Regions from separate parts of the Danio rerio genome. Here region 1 is linked to region 2. The links are chromatin contacts, called in public Micro-C maps. All regions are on one chromosome and are shown on one strand. Each heading gives the region's core, a stretch centred on a gene start, on an enhancer-like site or on the middle of the called end of the contact. The rest is flanking DNA. Distances are from core to core; before and after follow the strand shown. Region 1 holds the start of umad1 (UBAP1-MVB12-associated (UMA) domain containing 1). Region 2 overlaps glcci1a (glucocorticoid induced 1a).

Evidence for each region. Hi-C and Micro-C count contacts between places; a contact is called where the count stands out from the background.
Region 1: a Micro-C map of caudal fin shows a contact between it and region 2, with 8 times the contacts expected there. The contact joins the promoter of umad1 here to the enhancer-like site in region 2. A contact is called at or near these places in 4 of 18 Hi-C or Micro-C datasets (caudal fin, hematopoietic stem cells, skeletal muscle and 1 more) and 1 of 4 datasets of contacts at active chromatin or transcription factors (caudal fin).

Annotation. Positions count from the first base shown.
Region 1 is chr19:27,872,774-27,879,955 of GRCz12tu, forward strand. umad1 (UBAP1-MVB12-associated (UMA) domain containing 1) reads right to left here and starts at 4,106. Exons shown (of 3, transcript NM_001128373.1): 1 at 3,672-4,106. The coding sequence starts at 3,750. rpa3 (replication protein A3) reads left to right here and starts at 5,040. Exons shown (of 4, transcript NM_200227.1): 1 at 5,040-5,200; 2 at 6,515-6,589; 3 at 6,693-6,801; 4 at 6,903-7,066. The coding sequence starts at 5,102. The coding sequence ends at 6,985.
Region 2 is chr19:27,789,572-27,796,726 of GRCz12tu, forward strand. glcci1a (glucocorticoid induced 1a) reads right to left here. Exons shown (of 8, transcript NM_001079950.1): 3 at 2,283-2,372. Among named protein-coding and RNA genes, the nearest start is that of glcci1a, 47 kb to the right of the region's middle. Within about 2 kb of position 2,315, at least 44 of the 62 cell types and tissues checked have an H3K27ac peak or open chromatin away from gene starts, as enhancers often do. A contact at or near this core is called in caudal fin, hematopoietic stem cells and skeletal muscle, where this site is marked.

The DNA.
Region 1 (7,182 bases), core at 2,856-5,355, 85 kb after region 2:
CAAATTTAAAAAAAAAATGCTCTTACAAATGGTACAATTTCTTGTCTGAATCCTTTTAGGATAGGTGCCCTTTAATAAACTATAATCTTGACTCAACATTGCGTATACTCACGATGTGACTATAGCAATTTGCAAATGATCACATTGCGATATCGATGCTGAGCCAATATATTGTGTAGCCCTAATTCCTTTTACAGGTAAAATGGCCCCAAAAGTGGTAATAAAATAGAAAATGCTAATTTAAGGTGTAAACCAGGGGTCACCAATCTCGGTCCTGGAGGGCCGGTGTCCCTGCAGGGTTTTGTTCCAACTTGCCTCAACACACATGCCTGGATGTTTACTAGTTACTAGTATACCTAGTAAGACAGGTGTCTTTGATTAGGGTTGGAGCTAAAATCTGCTGGACATCGGCCCTCGAGGAGCAGTTTGGTGACCACTGGTGTAAACACTGGACAGGAAATGTAAACTGGGGCAGCGAGACGACAAAGAAAAATATGTTGAAAAGAATTTAAAGTATGAATTTAACCTATTATGCAAAAATCCCTTTTTAAGGGGTTTAAACACTTTGAAAATGGTCTGTGAATATAACCAGCCTCTAAAAAGTACAAAATGTATTAAATTAGTTTTTTTCTAATCACATTTGCACAGTCTGCAGAAACACATTGATTGACATTTTCCTTTTGTACATGTCATCAGAGGGGAAAAGCCCCACCCATCGGTAATGAAATCACCCTCAGTAGTATAGGACATTGTTTTTGAATCTGCCACTATGCTGACACATAGGCATTTGTAGTTCCGCCCTCTTTTGAAAAGTGAGCTGGGAGCAAAATCTCATTTGAAATAAAAGTGACAGTCACCGAAATGGCACAATTCGAATCAAAGCCTAAAAGCGTCAATTTCAAAGTGTTATAAAACATTATTTATGTGATATTTTAAGTTGAAACTTCACATACACACTCTAGAGACACATTTTACATCTTGTAAAAAGGGGCATAATAGGTCCCCTTTAAATTGTCAGGAACTCTTAGAGTCCAATGCCACCATTTTCCAGAACTGCAGCCTGCTCGGAGTCTCCAAAAGTACAATGTCAAATTATAAAAAATACGAAAGTGACCTCCACTCAACATTTCAGGGTAGGAGTAGAGGTACATTTTTCAACATAATTACACATGTAATTCTCAACCTGTTATTTGTTTATTTGTGGACTAAATAAAGAAGATGATAAAATGAAGAAGATTGTTTGTTGCCAAGTTACTAAAATGGGCACTTCTTGTCAATTTCAATAGTACTGCATGTTTCTCAATGAGCATTTATTAAGTTTTGGCTTTTTAATTACATTTTGTTTTTGGGCTATTTTAACTATTAAAGGTAATTTACTTAATAATTATGCACACTTGAAAATAAAGCATTTTAACTTCCAGTCATTGTGAAAAAACATGTCTTAATGATTGAATAGAAAATAAATTATTAAAAATGATGTAGCTTCGAACTTTTATGAATGTCTTGGGGCAAAATGTGATCAGAATATCACCTTGCATAGTAATTATCTACAAACATTAGAAAAAGGTCTGTGAAAAAAAAGAAAATGCAAATAAAAGTATTCTTGGTGGAGTGCTGGTTTAACTCTGTGTTAATATGTTTTAAAGGGGAACCAATGATGAAAATCATCTTTTGAAAGCTGATTTGATTTTTTAAATTTCCTGACTTAAAAATGGGATCCAAATCCCTCCCTTTTTGAGGCACACTGCAATGTGATGTAGGATTGTGGTTTCCCTGCCAATCAAATTGATTGACAGCCGTGTATTAACATGTCTCAAAAACAGTGCAAAGTTAAACGCGTACGCTGCGTGTGTGTGTCCGCTTTGTGTGTGTGTGTGTGTGTGTGTGTGTGTGTGTGTGTCTGTACCGACATTTTGTGTGACGCATAGTCGCAGAAAGGCTTGAATTAACTCCACAACAAATACATCAAATAATCATTGGTTATGTTCTAACTGTCGTATGTCTCACAAACATTACGTGAGATCTGCTTCCTTCATGTATGTCACCGTTTCTCTATTTATTTGATGCAGCCGAGGTGGAGATTGAGGCAAACTCTGACAGGCACGTGAGAACAATGGACACAGCCCACAAAAGCAGCGACATAGTGTTCAAAGCAGAAAATCAAAAAAATGTTAAAGCTATAATAAATAATCTCATGGGTGTTTTGAACTGAAATTTTACAGACACATTCTGGAGACAAAAAAAAATGGTACAATAGGTGCCCTTTAATAAGTGATTTGTATTGTTATATATTTGAGTCTTTTTATTATGATAGATTTGAGCACTAAAAATGTATTTAATAGCCTGCCTTGTTACATCATGTCTATCTGGATTCCAAATTTAAAAGCTGTGTAATAAATGTAAATGCAGATGTTTTTAACACAAACAGTCAGTTTTTAATTAATATATTTTATAAGAGTACAATAAATCATCGGTTTATAGAATCAATAATCATTTTACCATATTTGACTCTAAACCAAAATTCACTTACATGTTTATCAGTGTTCTAAAATACAATTAAATAAAATAACTTTGCATAAACAGTTGAAATCAGAATTATTAGCTTACCTTTGATTTTTTTTTCTTATTTAAATATTTCCCAAATTATGTTTAACAGAGCAAGGACATTTTCACACTATTTCTGATAATATTTTTTTCTTCTGGAGAAAATCTTTTTGTTTTATTTAAGCTAGAATAAAAGCAGTTTTTAATTTCTAAAACCATTTTAAGGTTAAAAAGATTAGCCCCTTAAAACTATATATATTTTTCGATAGTCTACAGAACAAACAATCGTTATACAATAGCTTGCCTAATTACCCTAACCAACCTAGTTAACCTAATTAACCTAGTTAAGCCTTTAAATGTCACTTTAAGCTGTATAGAAGTGTCTTGAAAAATATCTAGTCAAATATTATTAACTGTCATCATGGCAAAAGATAAAATATTTAGAAATTAGTTAATAAAACTATTATGTTTAGAATTTAGTTAAAAATCTTCTCTACATTAAACAGAAATTATGGAAAAAAATAAACAGGAGGGCTAATAATTAAGGGGGCTAATATTTCTCACTTTAACTGTGTGTGTGTGTGTGTGTGTGTGTGTGTGTGTGTGTGTGTGTGTGTGTGTATTCCCTAATATATATATATATATATGAGCCTACACAAATCAGAGTAGATAGATAAAGAATGAAAAAAAAAAATGTTGCCAGATCTTAAAGGAGATTGAAATCATATCAGATAAGATAAACAAACAGACTTCATTTACTGACTGACAGACAGTTTTACTGACAGGCACAGTAGACAGTAGACTGACTGATTTACTAGTTAATTGATTTCCTAAATAATAATAAAAGAAATGAGTTATTAAAACTATAACGTTTAAAAATGTTGGAAAAAAATCTTGTTGAAAAAAAAAGACGAAAAAAATAAACAGGGGGTATAATAATTCTGACTTCAACTGTACTTTGCATAGGCCTGTTTGGTTTCCTTAAACACCCTTCTGTAGTTGTTTTGATATACAGACATATTTTCTCTATGATTTAAGTGTTTTCACTTTTGTAGTACACAAAGAATACTTAAAGAATAAAAATGAAACAACAGAGAGTAGTCAAATAAAATGATAAAATAACTCACCAATAATGACAAATCCATCAGATTCTCTCTCAGAAGATTTTTTGGCAGCGTCATTCTTGAATCCGAAAAACTTAAACATTTTGTTTATCTGTCATTAAAAAGTCAGAATCACTCCTCAAAAACACACGTGATGCGCAACAGATGTAAGTTTCTATTTATAGGCGGTTATATAAAAGTAACAGAGTTAGGTCAATGAAACCTGGCTTTTGTTTCGTTTATCCTTGACAACTCAAGAGTCGAGCAAGTTACCAAGCATTAGTTTTGAAACAGTCACGCGCTGCTCTTCCTATCACGTTACAACATTCTTGCTGAAATATTGTAAACAACCATACAACAACGTATTTGAATTAAATGCTGTCTTACTAATAATCACATGTGAATAATATGTCAGCTTGATTCAGGTAAATATCGAGTTAACGCTACTCGACTGAAGTTTTGTTTACCAATCCTTCCAACGTCGTGTCCGTCAACTTTTTAGCTCCGTGTGGAAACCAAACGAATAGAGTCCGAAAATTGCTTTAGAAGAAAAAAATAGTACCTCTCAAACTTGTTACAGGTAATGTAATAACAATTATATTTTAGGTTTCTAGACACAAATTTTAATACCACATTTCTCTCTCTTTCTTAATTTAATAATTGCTTTATTGGCATCACAATTGTTACAAATGCATTGCCAAAGCATTTTGAAGGTTTACATTAAAAAAAGAACATACATACATAAATTATATATAATAAAAAAAACATAGTAAACACAGTAAGTAGGAGTAGTCGTAAATAATAATAATAATAATAATTAAATAAAAATAATATATAATATTATTCAATATAGTATTATTTAACATATCATTTTATTCACACACACACACACACACACACACACACACACACACACACACACACACACACACACACACACACACACACACACACACACACACACACACATATATATATATATATATATATATATATATATATATATATATATATATATATATATATATATACAATATATATATATATACAATATATATATATATATATATATATATATATATATATATATATATATATATATATATATATATATATATATATATATATATATATATATATATATATATATATATATATATATATATATATACAGATATGCTGTTTGGCATTGTTTCCAACTCCTGGCTCTGTGTTCATCACAGCTGTAAAAAAAAATCTGTAAAAAAAAAATCCAGAAAGAGTTCTGACAAGGAACTACAGTTACACAGCTATTTGTTTCTCAACGTTGTTTCCTGACGCAACGGAAATGTTGTCATTCTGCAATACGTCACTTGCCTTAAGTTTTCCCGCGGTTCTGGTGTTTGACTCGACTGCTTGGCGTCTAGTCTTTTTGCGTGTTTTTTTCAGCTGTAGTTTTTTCATAAACATCCACAATGACAGGCGTTTATGAGTCTCCGAAAACCCGGATCAACACGTCGATGCTGTCTCAGTATATCAGTCGACCAGTCTGCTTCGTTGGACGCTTGGAGAAGGTATTAACCTGTTTGCGCTATACACCCAACGTTAGCTTTTTATTAATGAACTTTCCTTATACTCATGCACTCAATACTGAGCTTTCTGATTTTACATAGTGATAGCAATGAGCGTGTAGCAGTTTGTGTTTGAGTAGTATCGAGTCACATAACTCCATCATAGAACTTAAATAACGTCATTTGCTCACCATCCACCAGTTCTAACGCGTTAATATTTTATTTTCAGTTTTTACACCTTGAAATGCAGCCTTTTACAATTTTACACAATTATTTTACAACCATAACTGTATTTGCTAAATATAATAATTAACAATACATAAATATATAAATAACACTACTAAACACAACGGCTCCTCTTCTTTCTGTCAACGGCAATCTATTCAAATGTGACTTATCTTCATACTAAATGTAAAATACTACAAACATGTAAGCCTCTATCAATACAGAACTGAAGATAGGAACTGCATTCTCTACAAATCAATTCCTAACGTAGATTTTTTCTCTTAACGTAATAATGTACTTGGAGGAATGACAGAAGCTTATAGCCATTAACTTGCACTGTATTATTATTACTATTATTATTGTTGTTGTTGTTGTTATTGTTTTCATTCTACTAAGTTAGAGGTGTCAGTGGCTAATGTTCATTCAACATTCTTCAGAATATATTATTAAGTCTTCAAAAGAAAAACTCATTAAGGTCTGGAACCACTTGTGGATAAGCAAAGGATGACTTTTTAGGTTTTGGGTACATTTTAAATAAGTGGCAAGAGGAGTGGGATGCATTGGAAAATAATAAACTGTATAAAATACAACTCAAAATCTCAAACAAAGTTTTAAGAGATTATAAGACTAGATTTGATCAAGGAATTTTTAACAGATGTCATATTAGACATACAAGATTAACCCGTTCATTTTTGCTTAAAGACGAAGACCCCACTTAATGTTTGTACTGCACAATTCCCCCTACTGTAAAACACATTGTACTAGACTGTCCTGCTTTTAACTATTCCAGAAGGCTTTTTTATTAAAATGAATACTCTTAAGGACATTATTAAAAATCACACCAAGAAAAATTGTTGAATTTTTATCCTGTATTAACACAACAACAAAATCTTATTTAATTTATGTATTTATTTATTTGTTGTTTTTAATTGTATATTTATTATTGAAATGGAAATAGCCTTGATTCCTGACATGACATTAAATAAAAAGGACTTTACATTACATTTTTGGGTGAACTGTTCCTCATTGAGTGATCATGCTTATTCTGATGTGAGTTATGTGTAGTCTGTAAACATTGTTGTGTGTTGACAGGTACATCCATCAGGAAAGGTTTTTACACTGGTAGATGGTGAAGGAAAGTCAGCGTCAGTGGAGCTCAATGAACCCGTGAGTGATCAGTCCAGTATGATTCACCTCTGTAAACGTTTTTTTTATTTTTTTCTTCAATATATTGAAAATATATTTTTATTTTCCCTCTGGACCCATTTAGCTGGACGAAGAGCTGAGTGGGATTGTGGAGATTATTGGAACGGTGTCCAACAAAGGAGCAATCATGGCTACTTCGTATACTCAGTATCGAGAAGACAAAGTCCCGTTTGGTATTGCTTTTTATTATATACTGATGCTATATTACAGTTTAGATTAAAATGGTTTTATTATTGAATGCTTCTGGATGTTTAGCTTTTTTCTTGCTTTGCAGATTTGGAGCTGTACAATGAAGGTCTGAAAGTTCTTCATGATTTTCCTCAGCATTACCCATTTGAAGTGTCAATGAGTGGTTAAACAACTGTCTTTTATTTCCCTTTTTACCTTGTTTTTGTATAATTGGATATTACTGTTTCTGTAAATAAAACAATGAAAACAGTTTGTTTTGTTTATTATTATTATTTGAAAATTTTAACTATTATACAATTTTTCAAATTATTTGGAAAATAAAAAACACTGCTGCATTACATAAAATGAATTACATCGCCATTTAT
Region 2 (7,155 bases), core at 1,065-3,564:
TTGAATATCATTTTTAAATTGCCAGTGCTGGCTCATCACTAAAGATTAGAATTTTAGTTTTAGACCGTTTGTCAATATACTTGCAAATGTGCCCTTAGAATTGAGAAGCAGAACTATTGATAACTGTTTGCGTGAGCAAAAGAAAGCAGGTAAATACAGAATAAGAGGATGATCAGGTGCACAGTGACGTGAATAGGCAATCCTCGCTCACTGATGTTGTGAGTGAGGCACAGCTGATGTGATGCACCAAGTGCTCAAAAGCTCCCGTTTCTTTGCGCAAAAAAACTGTGCCTGGAAATGCAACTGGTGCGATCATTTCTCTTTGAAATAGATTGGGAAAAAGCAGTGCTTGCGCACCCACTGTCCTGCTGCTTTCAAGAGATCTCCAGAATTTTTATAGGTAGCAGCTGTAGCCACTTTTGCTTTTACCAATATTTAAATAGATAAATATTGTGCCTAATGTTAACCATGTGCATGTGGTCATCCTTTCATTCAACTGTTTTTTAAGAACACTGTTGTTAATAAAAAGTGTATGTAGTGTACACAGATACTTTTTGCTTGTTTTGACACTTTTTAAAAAAAAAATTGTGGCAGGAAATAACTAGTTTGGTCTGGTCAGAGAAGAAAAATGGTAAGTCCTTAGTGTTGAGCACTAAAAAGTAATGTAAAATAAAAATAAAATGTGGCATGTAGACATAACACAATGTAAATTAAGTAATTTTAACATGCCAATGTCAAATTTATGCATATAAAATATATTTTCTCCAACAACAAAATTATGGCTAGTAAAAATGGCGAGTGACTAGTGATGTTGGAAATCTACTAGCCACAGTAGCTAGTGATAAAAAAAATTTAATGTCAAGCCCTGGACGCCACTGTGCCATGTGCTATGATCACCAGCGATATAGCGGCTGCAGATCGCCAAAGGACTACCACCATTTCATGGACTACAAAACCCAGTCATGCACCGTTTACACACACACGCTCCTAGTTCCGGTGATTACACATACACACGCAGACTCGGCTAAAGTCGCTCATGATGTGATTACATGGACTATACAGCACAAACACACATATTGTTGCGGAATCTTGTTTAGTGACATTACAACGCATTTCCTTTGTCTTGCTTTACCGTGTTTTGTTGGCATTGTGAGAAATGCAACACTTTTTATTCATTCGTTTGCGTTGTGTAAAAATGTAGCGTGTTTTTTAAAGTGTTTGTGTTGTGAGGATTTGCAGCACCTGTGCTGTCAAACTGATGAATATATTTTCTCTATTTGCTGCCGTTTTTTTGTAATTGCATGTGTTTTCTTGAATTGCAGCATGTTAAGCGCTCTCTGCCACTATAACGTCTTCTTGTATCATGAAATCAAAATTGTTAGTTTAAAGAATCATTACACCGATATAAGTTTTTCTGGTGTAATCTGACAGAAAGCACATCTGAGGAGCCACACTTTAATTTGATGATTTGCACAGGAAATGAAGTATTGCACCTGCACTGTGTTTGTGTCAAACCTAAGAAGAGCAAGCAACACCTACCAGGCCGCCATCATAAATCAAACACGATTTTACACATCAACGATCAGCACTCTCCATCAACATATAACGTCCAACTGATAAGAATGTGACTTCAGTGTGAAAGGACGCACATGACATGACTCTCCACACACAACTTGCTTTGAATCTCCATTGTTCCAGAAGCTTGGAGGCGATGGAAAAACCATAAATTTGGGCGGAGGGGGATAATGGTTGTTGCAGAGAGGGGAAGTTGATTGTTAAAAAGAGGGAGATATAGTCTTATCTCACCGTTCCCTGAATCGTCAGGGTGGAGCTGAGCACCCGTGATAAGGCTGACTCTGCTGCGGCTAGCACTAGCAATAACACTCCGCTCAGCGCAGGAAGTCTGAAGCCACACAGGAAGTTATATATAGCAGCTAGTGCAGGAGGAGACGGATGGGTCGTCGTGACTGGCAGCCTCGTGCAGAGCTAGGTTACGGGGGTTTTATTTCTACCGCCTCCCTCCCCCAGTACGAGCGGCTACATTGCAAGCCACACAGGATGAGATCATCGCAAAAGCAGAAGTGCAGCGCTCATCACTTTCAGGACAGTGAGAGCTCTGTTAATAGCTGTTAGTGTGATTGCACTTTCTTGTTCTCCAAACCCAAGGGGAAAAACTACACAGCTGTGTGCGCAAGACACACTTCGTATAGTGTTTCACTGTTAAAAGGGAGTGTTTTGTGCTGTTGGTGGAAGTGTGTGTATTTGTGTGTGTGTTTGTGTACCTCTTTAAGATGGTCAGAGCTGCCCCAGGACGCTGAGCGCTGGTGTGTGCTCCTTTTCTCTTCACTCTCGTCACTCCAACATCCAGGAGTCTGCAACACAAAACGCACATTGTTTTTTGGTGCACGGGGAATAGTACTTGATATAATAGCTGTGCGAGCTGGCGTTATCGAGACTAACTGCACGATATTGGAAAAATCTCAATATTTTGAATAAATGTTGTAGGATGAATACTGTTTCAGAGGACTTGAATAACTCTAGTTGGAAAAAAAAAAACATTAATTTAGATTGTTTGGGAGGATTTTGTAGGGGAGTGAATCTGCATAAAACGTAAAAAATTACAAGCATGGATAAACATTTTAAAACAAAGATCAAAATGAAATAAAAAGTGCATTATAGTTTTCTAGGGCAGTCTAAGGGTATTCAGATATAAAAAATTGAATAATAAAAAAAAATCAATAAATAATTTAATAAAATGAAAGAGGGTAATGGAGCAATAGGATTTCTTGGAAAATGCTAACATTAGCCTGATAGCACTGAAAGCCTCTGTTTCACCATACAAATCGCTAGTGTTGGGCTGCTACTTGAAAAATGTAGTGAGCTAAGCTATTAGCTACTCTATTTAAAATGTCGCTTAACTACACTATAAGTTACCATCTGGGAAATGTAGCAGGCTAAACTAAAAGCTACTTGGAAAAAGTAGCGTACCTACATTTAAGCTATTTTTTCGATTTTCATAATTTAAATCAAAGCAACTTAAATCCAAGTCAATCATATCTTAGTGATGAATAAAACTGTTGATGAAACACATGAGGCATAATAGTTCAGTTCAACTATTCACTGCAAATAAAACTGTACCAAACATGAACAAATTCTAGTATATGACAGCAAAACAAATATATATATATATGTATGTGTGTATACTGTATATATATATGTATATATGTATGTATGTATGTATGTATGTATGTATATATGTATATATATATATATATATATATATATATATATATATATATATATATATATATATATATATATATATATATATATATATATATATATATATATATATATATATATATAATTTAATTAGGACAGTAAGGTCTGACTTTGCTTAGACAAAAGTCTTGTCATTTAACAGACATAACGTACAGTATAGAATATAAAGTCATGGTGCAGTGGAAAAATGTATATTGTGTATGTCTCATGAGCCTGGAGGACTGAATCCATACATCTCTGCAATGACTTTAATAACTTAATAATTAAGTCATCTGGAATGGCAAAGAAAGTGTTCTTGCAGGACTCCCAGAGTTCATCAAAATTATACGGGTTTATCTTAGATGCCTCTGCTTTCATCTTAACCCAGATATGCTCAATAATATTCATGTCTGGTGACTGGGCACCTTGACCTTCTGTGCTTTCAGAAACTTTAATGTGGAGGCTGAAGTATGAGAAGGGGCGCTATCCAGCTGAAGAATTTGCCCTCCCCTGTGGTTTGTAATGTAATGGGCAGCACAAATGTCTTGATATTTCAGGCTGTTGATGTTGCCATCCACACTCATGAAAATGAGTTGAGTGAACTCAGACACCAAGCATGCCAGAAAAAGTTGCACTTTTGCAGAGTTTGTGCTTGCTGTTTAATCACTTGAAACCTAACAAACTCAGTTCCTGTTCCTGTAGCAATGCATGTCTCCAGACTGCAAGATAATGGTTGCATTTTGATATTTTTCCAATTAATACTTTCATTTTCTGTGAATAAATCATAATAGTTGAGCATTTGCAATTTTAGCAACTCTTTTACTATAATAGTGAAGCTATTAGGTTGTGCAAGATGAGGATGTTATTTTTTTATTATAGATGGAACTCTTTTTTTTGTCGAGTGAGCATTTCTAAGAGACAAAACTTCAAATACTGGTAATACTATAAGTAAACATACAATTAATAAATAAATCACAATCCCACGCATCCTCCTCCAGACCCACTATTTCACACCGAGATCACAAAGCCTGCATTGTTCATGCCCAACGTTCCTCAAAAACCGACAACTACATTCCTTTGAAATAATGATATTCAATTACCACAGGAATATCTGCAAGCACACTTGGATGTGATGTTTGCACCCAGGTATGTGATATTTAGTCAGCCCACACACATACTGTATAATGTGAACTAAGAGCACATGAATGAGGCCAAAAGTCGCAACCCAGTATGATTAGTAGCTTATTATGCAAAAGAAGTCTGGAAATAAACTGCTCATTATCTTCCTTTTTTTATTTTAAAAGCTGCCAGTGTAATGGCACATTTTGCACTTCAAGAATAACAGCAATAACAGCCTGCTAGAAATTACGGTTGATATTCAGTGGTGTAAGAGCTAAACATATGCTATCAAATAAAAAAATTATTACAACCTATGTTCTCTATATAGACATTGTGACATAATTGTGACTTCCATATTTAAAAAAATTGACCAAAGAATCGTCACCAAAGAATTATACGGTGCTATCTGACATTGTTGTTAAAATTGAGTTATTGACATATTCTTTTTAAATGACAACTTATTTACATTATGAGATGATTTTTATAAGTTGTTTACATTTTAAGTTGTTTACTTTTTATTTAAAAAAACAAATGTTACACACATACAGTTTGCTATATGGAATGCAAAAACTTTGAAGCTCAACATCTCAAAATCATTCAGAACACCTAGACACATAGAACCTTATAGTTCCAAAGTGACGATTTATAATGTTACAAAAGATTTCTATTTCAAATACTGTTTCTGAAGTTTTCAGCCATTAAAGAAAACAGAAAAAAAAAATTGATTTCCTTTAAAACCATTAAGCAGCAGAATGACTTTTAACATTGATTATAAAAATGTATATTTCTTGAACCGTAAAAATTAAACTATTAGAATGATTTCTGAAGAACCATGTGACACTGACGACTGAGTAATGAAGATACAATTCAGCACTGGTATCGTAGGAATAATTTACATTCTAAAATACAAAAAAAAAAAAAGAAAAATATACTTATGCAAAGGTGCTGTATGTAAGTTTTTGACTCTTCTAAAGCATTAAAATACCATAATATATTTGCAGATATTTAGGAAACATGCTAAGGGAACATTCTTGTTTAATTGAAAAACAATGCTGAAGTCAGATATTCTACTTCGAAAATGTGTGTTACGTTCTGTAACAGCTGTTTTTAATTTTGCTTTTTTAACCCCCAATGAAAATTTAGCCAATTATTTTCAGCACCCTGGGTTGTTTTTGTGGAAAACAGCGTATTTGATTTATTCAGTTGGGAAGGCTGTCAAAGTATGCGTCTGTGATCGAAAATGTGACCTCCGGAGGAAAGTAGACACAGAGTTTCACATGAGATGGTTGTTAAATAGCAAATAATATAAATATTGCAAACATAAACATTAGGTGTGCAGGTTACATTGTAACCCTGTGTCCTAACAGCACGCTATGTGAAAAGATTTGCAGTGATAAGCAATTGGGCTGTTTGCACCAGATGAAAGAATTTAAATACAGCACATATTACAGTATATGTGCACTCACTGCACTCCAACAAAATCGTAGGGTTTATAATCTAATTAATAAATATTAAACCTCTTTAAAATGTATTATGTGTACAAAGTGAATCACTGATATGTGTTAGCTTGGACTGAGTCACAGTTCTAAAGTTTAATTTCAAACGGTTTTATTTATTTTTAAGATCTGAGGTAAACTATCTACTGCTGTTTTTAGTAGTATGGTAATAAATGTCATGTCAAATGGCATTTAAACTGCACGATTCTGGCTAAAATGAGAATCGAAATTTTTTTGCTTAAAATAAAGATTAAGATTTTCTCACGATTCTGTAGATGTAAAATAAAGCTATGGTAAAAACAAACATATGGCACAGCATCGATAATAATATTATATGTAGGTCTACTGGTTTCTATGAATAATTATTTTCTACTTATAATAATTCTGATGTTGAATTATTATGTTTGAGACATATGCTTGCAATCTGTCATTGACAACATTATTAGACAATTTTATTCACTGGTAGAATCAGACATTTGTCATTATCAGATTATATTCAACAATATATAGGCTAGAGTAGTAATACTGACACTGTAAACATTTATTTTCATGCACAACTCTGTTCACTATGAAAAAAAAAAAAACATGTCAAATGCTTGTTGTAATCAAAACTCTAAAACGCGATATGATAATTTAAATGAAGTGCACACTTTCCATTTCATTTTGACTGATAAGTGCTTGTTCATACTTCCCACGCGGCTCCCAAACGATCACTCTGTGCCACAAACTGAACATTATTTAATACTGTATTACCCGTTACTCACAATATATGCAGCTTCTGTTCACTTAAGTAGACGCGCGCGCGTTTATCAATAAGTAGAGTGCTTCAACTTTGTGGTAACAGCTCACTGACATTTGTAGATGAATTATACCTTATAGGTACAGTATGTGACTCATTCAACATCATTTAGAGGTGTCCATGTCACCGAGCAATGTATGTGAAACAATGAAAAGACTCATGCAGCCGCCTTTTCTTCTCTCCTGAACGTGAAAATATGATTGACAGAATCGTAGAAATGCTGGATTAAGATCGTCTAGGGGATTGAATAGAGATTGCAATCTTTTTTTGATTAATTGTGCAGCTCTAAGGTGAATTTGAGGTGATCATTGTCAGTTTTCTGTTGTTTAGATGCATGAAATAGAAGCCATTTTAAAAATAAGTTTGAGGTGTTGGTCAGAAAAAAAAAAAAAACTCCTTTTAATATGGAAAATACTCCTATCGCGTGCTGTTGCTTTTATTTAGAACACGGTTTAAATCAGCCTTTAGGCTCAATAGTCA